Linked DNA regions of Sus scrofa: region 1 is linked to region 2. The links are chromatin contacts, called in public HiChIP or PLAC-seq maps. All regions are on one chromosome and are shown on one strand. The core of a region is the stretch at or near the end of the contact, and the rest is flanking DNA. Distances in the headings are between cores, read along the strand shown. Region 1 has its middle 720 kb from the start of ADGRL2. Region 2 has its middle 1.1 Mb from the start of ADGRL2.

Region 1 (3,679 bases), core at 564-3,063, 350 kb before region 2:
ACAGGTCAACATCATTTTTGTGAAGTGGTACCTTAGTGGTTTAAAAAAATATGTAGGTATGAGCTCCTTTTACCAAGTCTCCTTTTCTCACGCTTTATCAGCAGGACTCTCAAGAATATGAAATTGCATGAAACAAAGAAGTTATTTTTAACTGTCTTGAAAAATTTCTATTATTAATGAATTACTTTCAAAAACTTTAATCACGGAAGAGGTCATTTAAGTGGATAGAAAACACTTCCAAATCAAACAACACGGACATTTATTGAAATTGGCAACTTCATACAAGTGTTTGGTTTCTAAACAGTCAGACCATTTTTCTGAATGTGTGTATTGCCTAAAATGCTTGAAGAGGGAAAAAAATGAATGATAAGGAAAAGAAGAATGAAAGGAAAAAAACTCAATTATTAGGAAAAAAGGGATAAAAATGATGAGATATGAAATTTCTTTAGCTCTATTTTGTGTCATTGTTAATCATTTCAGATCTTCTAGAATTGATTTGGTCCATTTGGTTTGGTACTGTTTTACCTGTAATTTTGCAGTCTGATGAATATTTATGCCTAATAAAAATAATCTTCATCTTCATTTATGCCTAATAAAAATAACCTTCGATGATTCATTTTAATACTATTGAAAATAGAAAACAAGCTCCATCTCAGCTAATAGTGTTTTGGGTTAACATAATTTAATTGCACTAGTCATTCTGATTTTTATAATGGTTGTTTCTGAGATTTGTACTTATTTTTAGAAATTGGTTTTTAGAGACATAGTCTCTTAAATCTCCTCTATATAATCAAATTTTACCAGAACTAAGGTTATTTTTTCTTAGTTTTAAATTTGCCACTCAATATGATATTTAGAATGAAACATTATCACAGGGATTGTTTTTATTTAGTTCCTCTAAAAGTGAGAAGGGTAAAATAACATGAATAGTATTCCTCACACCAATACAATAATGTATAGTTTTTGAAGTACTTTAACCGGTTATCTCAATTAATATTTACAATAACACAAGTAGGGATAATAGTTTCAAGTAAGCGAAAGTATTTTTCAGTAATTAGAAACTGAAAAATACCCTTGGAGTTCTGACCACATTATTAAATTATATACCTCTTAAGGTTGAAACAATTATTGTCCCCATTTTATAGATGAAGAAACAGAAGCTTGGAGGAATTGGGTAATTTAATCAAGGTCAGGAGGCAGTGAGTGTCAGAGTTTGAATTTGAACCCAAGTCCCCCTGATTCCGGAGTTTAAGATTTCAAACTTTACCTCAAGCTGTCTTTTTTGAGATCAGTTCACCCAACTTTATTTTTTAAAAAGCCTTTATTTTTTAAAAGCAGTTTTAGGTTTGCAATAAACATGAAAGAAAAAATACAGTGATTTCCTATATACTCCTTGCCTCCACATATGCATAGATAGCCCCCCTCATTGTCAACATCACTTGCTGGAATTTTTTTTTTTTTTCCTATTTAGAGCTGCATCCATGGCATGTGGAGGTTCCCAGGCTAGGGGTCGAATCAGAGCTACAGCTGCCAGCCTATGCCACAGCTCACGGCAACACTGGATGCTTAACCCACTGAGCAAGGCCAGGAATGGGACCCGCAGTCTCATGGTTCCTAGTCAGATTCGTTTCCACTGCGCCAAGACAGGAACTCCTAGAATTTTTTTTTTTTTTTAACCAAGAATGAACCCACACTAATACATCATAATCACCCAAAGTCCGCAATTTACCCTAGGGCTTACTCTTGGTTTTGTACATTCTATGAGTTTGGGCCAATGCATAATGACACATATTCATCATTTTAACGTCATACAGAGTATTTTCACTTCCCTAAAAATTGTCTGTACTCTGCCTGTTCATCCCTCCTACCCCTTTACCTCTTACCCTTTACCCCTTACCTCTGGAAACCAATGAGCTTTCTATTATCTTCATAGTTTTGCCTTTTCCAGAAGGTCATATAGCTGGAATTGTATGGTAGTTTTCCTTCTCAGATTGCTTTCTTTCTCTTAGTGATATGCATTTGTTTCCTCTATGTCTTTTCATGGTTTGAGAGCTCATTTTTTTTTAAGCACTAAATAATATTCCATTGTCTGGTTAGAGCACAGTTTATTTATCCATTCATCTACTGAAGGACATTTTGGTTGCTTCCAAGTTTTGGCAATTATAAACAAAGCTGCTATAAATATACAAGTGCTTTGTGTGTGTGTGTGTGTGTGGACATAAGCATTGAGCTCCTTTGGACAAAAGCCAAGGAGCATGACTGCTGGATGCCAAGAATATGTTCAGTTCTGTAAGAAACTGCCAAACTGTCTTCTGAGATGGCTGTAGCATTTTGCAATCTCACCAGCAACATATGAGTTTCACATCCTCATCACTATTTGGTGTGGTCAATGTTCTGGATTTTCTCCATTCTAATGTGTATATAACTCTGTCGTTTTTTTAAAGATGAACTGAATCCCAGAGGGGCAAAATGTTTGGGACCATGGGGCTTGATGTTAGATAGCTGATGCTGCTGGATTCCTGTGGCTACATTGCTCTCTCACTTGTACGACTCTATACATGGTTCGCTGCACAGCTGAAGTAGTTACTTAATTCAACGGATTTGATAATTAATGGCAACTAGAGATGATTTCTTACCTGCACTTGATGAATGAGATATTTCAGAGCTAACAGCACTATAGATTTATTCTCCAGCTCAGGTGGGATGCGAGCTTGCCGTGATCACTCGGCCACATGGATCAAATCATACTTTCTAAACGCCATTCCCCCTTGATGTGCTATCCCTTTACCTACACTGATCAATGGGCTTCTGGTTATAAAGACAGGATTGGAAGTGGATTCTTTGATATCTCTTGATGATTTCAAAAGCATTAAAGGCTATCACCCCCTTTGTGGGGCCCTGGGCTAAGGGTGATGGAATGGTGCACATTCTGATAGCTGGCGAAGGCCAGTCCTGACCTTTCTTTGCTGTTTCTTGAATGAGATTTTCAAGTAGATAGAGACAAATAGCTTTTCACATCTATGACACACTTCAGGAGGATCACAGGGGAGCTGACCCTGAGGGAGGAATAGCAACAATGATCCTTGAAGAATGAAAGAGGACAAATGTAAAGAATTAAGGAGAGGAGGATGGCAAGATGGGAAGGGATGCCGCCACGATTAGTTAAGCCAAGTCCTCTTATATTCAATTGAGGAACTTTTCCTGTCTCTACATGTTTTTTGGTTTTTGTCTTTTCTGAGAGAAGGTATATGACAGCATAAAAATGGCATGGGGGTATTGGTGGGCTCATAAAACCCATTCCCAAATGGACTAGGATGATTTTTTGGCCTCTCAAAAGTTGCTAGGAATGGCTATAAAAGAGATGGCAGATGGGAATTATTTAGAGTATGAGTGGTTCTTAGCTATTAATTCATCGACTGAACTCCCTTTTGAAATTTGGATAAGAGAATGGGATTTTTTTTTCCCAATGAAAATGAACGTATGTCCCTACCCCATTTTTAAAACATACCACCTTAGGTTTACAGTCTTCCTGAAGTTATCCCTGAACTCCTGAATCCTGTTAAAGAATCCATGGTTTAGACAGATTTCATAAGGAGAGAGAGAAAGCATGAGAATATGGGTGAGTTTTAGATAAGTAGAGAGATACATGGACGGTGTACTCTATAAAATTGGTGAAGTA
Region 2 (3,680 bases), core at 1,076-3,575:
AGCTTTATTTGGGACATTTTACTGATCTATTAAAAAATACTCTTCTATTTCTGTTCTATTAAGATAACATAGACTCTACCAGAGTGGCTTCTAATTGTGAGTGTGCATCATATTAACTGAAAACTCTTAAAATGAAAATCTAGGTTCCAGCAGAATCTATAGAAGCAGAATCTCTAAAAGGTGATGCTTGAGGATCTGTTTTGTAAAGTTGCTCAGATAGGCTTACCTAATCTGCCTGGGACTAGTGTAGAGAATGGTAGTATGGGGACAAGAATGAGCACCTTGCTTTGCAGACTGTGCTCTCATTAGAAATACTTATATTTTTACTTGGTTTCTGGAGAAGTGTGCACATTCTGAGAGATGTCTTGGGCAACTGTCTTCAATCCATGGCCAGCTAACTGATTGCCATGGCTGATCACTTGCAGTTCTATTTTTTTTGTGTGTGTGTCTTTTCTAGGGCCACACCTGCAGCATATGGAAGTTTCCAGGCTAGGGGTCCAATCGGAGCTGTAGCTGCCGGCCTACGCCAGGACCACAGCAACACGGGATCCGAGCCGCGTCTGCGACCTAAACCAAAAGCTCAGGGCAACACCGGATCCTTAACCCACTGAGTGAGTCCAGGGATGGAACCTGCAACCTCATGGTTCCTAGTCAGATTCGCTAACCACTGAGCCATGAATGGGAACTCCCTGTAGTTCCATTTGAATTAAGCATTCATGGTTCCTTTTCAACTTTTGTATATCCGTCTTCTGTGCTATATATCATACTACCTGTTAGAAAAATAATGGCAAGCCCAATTTTTCAAAAGAAATACTAACATCTTTATTTATGAGAATTCAAACTGAGAGAGAATGATATATACATACAAAAAGACAAGAAAGGAAAACATTTAAGTCTCTCAGACATTGTTAGTTTGTGTGTCCTTGGATAACTCGTATAATCCTTCTAATACTCAGTGTTTTTGTTAGTAGAGTGAGAATGGGTGGGGCAACCAGGAGGGAAAAGTAAGAAGCAGGAGATGATTGCAGCTACTGCTTCTTAAAGAAGGGACAGTAAATATTTATTGAGCACCTATTATAATAGACCAGACCCATTTCTTGGCACTTTTACACAGAGCATCTGATAATCCTCACAAGAGCACTGATAAATGTTCATTAATACAGATGAGTAGTGAGCTAATGAAGAAGTCTGGAGATGGCAGATTGGACATAAATATTTACATTGACTCCCATGAAACCCTACTAATATGATATTAAAGGGAATTTTTATTTTATTTTATATATTTTTAATTTTTATTATAGTTGATTTACAATGTTCCATCAATTTCTACTGTACAGCAAAGTGACCCAGTTATACATTTATATACCTTGTTTTTTTCACATTTATCCTCCATGTTCCCTCCCAAGTGATTAGATATAGTTCCCTGTGCCATACAGCAGGATCTCAAAGACATAAGAGGCACAAAAATAGACAACTCTTAAGTTTGAAAATTGGAAAAGAAATGAATAAGTGGTAACCGACATGGCAGAGTCCAGGAAGTTGCATCATAAATCAGCAGTGATACATTCTGACACAAAGATAAAGAAGAAATAGGAAAACAAGGGATCCAATGAACATTGGATTCAACTAAAGTGATACGTAAAGTGAATCTCCCAAGAAGAGAGACCCTACAGTAAAAGCTGTTCTGCACATTTAGGTTAAAGTGAGTCAGACGGCTACATGAATGGTTACTGCAAAAAGATGAAATAGATAGGATACGCAATGTGTTTTATTCATAGAAAGAGATTAGATGATTGGCAGAGAGTTTGATTTAGATCTGTGATAATTTAAAAAAAAATAAGCTAGCTATAAACAAGAAAATCATTAACTCTAGGAAAAATAGTAGGTTATGCAGGAAAGTAGATGATATCATGTATCATATGATTTAGGGATAAATTGCTTTGCATGGTTAAAATAAATGCTGAATGTGAATCTATACAAATTAGATGTCTACATTAAGAGAATGAAGGATTGAGACTGTGAATATGGTGGGACCCAGGGAGAGGGAGGAGATTGATAGAGTGAGATTCTCATCTGTCATTGCTGCAAGGCAATATCTAATGCCAAAGTCTGAAATTCAGCAATAAAGTGGATATCTCTGGGAGCAAGAAGCAAGGATGGTGGTGAGGAAGGAGGGGAAATGGATCTTTTTCAAAACAAGCCTTGTGGAAACATCTGACTCAAAACTATGTGATGTGTTAGTTTGATAAGAAGTCATATTACATAGAATTCTATTTTTGAATGTTGAATCGTTTCCAGCGTGATGCCATTGTGATTTGGAGATCTGGTGACACACTTTGGTATTCGTTATTGACACACATCCACAGAAATGCCATACATCAATATAGCACTAATGTTTACATTAGCATTTCTATGTAGGAAATTCCATGAAAGAGGCTGTGAATTTCTTAATTCTTCTATTGCAAAATGATGATTTCACAGATAAAACAATATGTTTATGCTTAGTATTGCCAAATATGCAACTCTGTTCTTTTAGAGGAAGCGTTTCAAGAAAAACATAGCTTTCAAAATGAGGGCTCAAATTGCAAGGATAGTTGGCAAAGCATCTTTTGGTCAGTTTTCTTTAAAAGAAGATTCTTTGGGTGCATCTAAACATGAAAAATAAGGTGTTGAAAACAGAATAACTCTTATTAGTACGGGAAAAAACAAATACCCTGTTTTATGTGCTGACAGTTCTAAAGATCTCATTGAAACTCAGGAAATTGTCCAGTAAGACTACAACTTTGTAAGAAGTTTAAAATTTTTTTAACCAGCTCATTGGATTTTCACAACTTTTCTTTCCACATTCCAGTTATGCAGCAATGGTACTTCTTGTACCTTGTAGAAATATAATACTGAAGCTTTGTTTCAGGATTTCCTGCTATGAAAATTCTTATCATACCTCAGTCTGATTTTATCACACTCCAGGACTACAGTCTTTCTTCTCTTCCACAGAATATTGTAGCCCTTTAAAGGCAACTAGGAAAGTACCATCCTGATTTTGATTTCCAGTGATTGCCTGTCTCTGAAGTGTTGTTCATCTCATATTCTTCCCCCCAAAATCTACCTTTTCCATTTGACTCTTCAACTTTTTCCTATTTTAAAAGGTCCAGCTTAATAATCTTTCATTCATAGATGACCATTTACTATTTCAGCTATAAATATCTTATTTCTTGTATTACTTCATACATTATTTTAAAGTTGTTTTGAGACTTCTCATGTCATACCATTAGATATTAATTTCTTAAGATAATAGTTTTCTATTATTTTTATCTTCTAAAACACAAAAAATAAGCTCTTTGAGGGTAGGGGCTATCTCCAGCATATTTTTATATGACTCCATGGTGCTTGCAAACAGTCAACATTAAATAAATTTTTATTTATCTTCATCATTTATTAGTAAATTTGCCAGACACCATCTGGGGACATAGCTGTGAATAAAAGAGACATCATCATTATGCTAATGGGAATTACAATCTACTGAGGAAAATGGATGTGTAACAAAAATAAGTAAAATTACACAGTACAAATGTGATGTACATGAAGCTTTAAGAGAATATAGTGTCAGGGTGTGAGAAAAAGCCTTCCTGAGGCTTGTGCTAATCTGTTAACTAACATAAAATATGCCTGGGCATATTGGG

Evidence for each region. HiChIP or PLAC-seq counts read pairs in DNA pulled down with a chosen protein or histone mark.
Region 1: an H3K27ac HiChIP or PLAC-seq map of alveolar macrophages shows a contact between it and region 2. The contact joins two enhancer-like sites. A contact is called at or near these places in 1 of 47 Hi-C or Micro-C datasets (embryonic fibroblasts) and 1 of 2 datasets of contacts at active chromatin or transcription factors (alveolar macrophages).

What each region holds. Positions count from the first base shown.
Region 1 is chr6:131,641,730-131,645,408 of Sscrofa11.1, reverse strand. No RefSeq gene overlaps it. Among named protein-coding and RNA genes, the nearest start is that of ADGRL2, 720 kb to the left of the region's middle. Within about 2 kb of position 1,813, at least 7 of the 83 cell types and tissues checked have an H3K27ac peak or open chromatin away from gene starts, as enhancers often do. A contact at or near this core is called in alveolar macrophages, where this site is marked.
Region 2 is chr6:131,293,341-131,297,020 of Sscrofa11.1, reverse strand. No RefSeq gene overlaps it. Among named protein-coding and RNA genes, the nearest start is that of ADGRL2, 1.1 Mb to the left of the region's middle. Within about 2 kb of position 2,325, at least 1 of the 83 cell types and tissues checked has an H3K27ac peak or open chromatin away from gene starts, as enhancers often do. A contact at or near this core is called in alveolar macrophages, where this site is marked.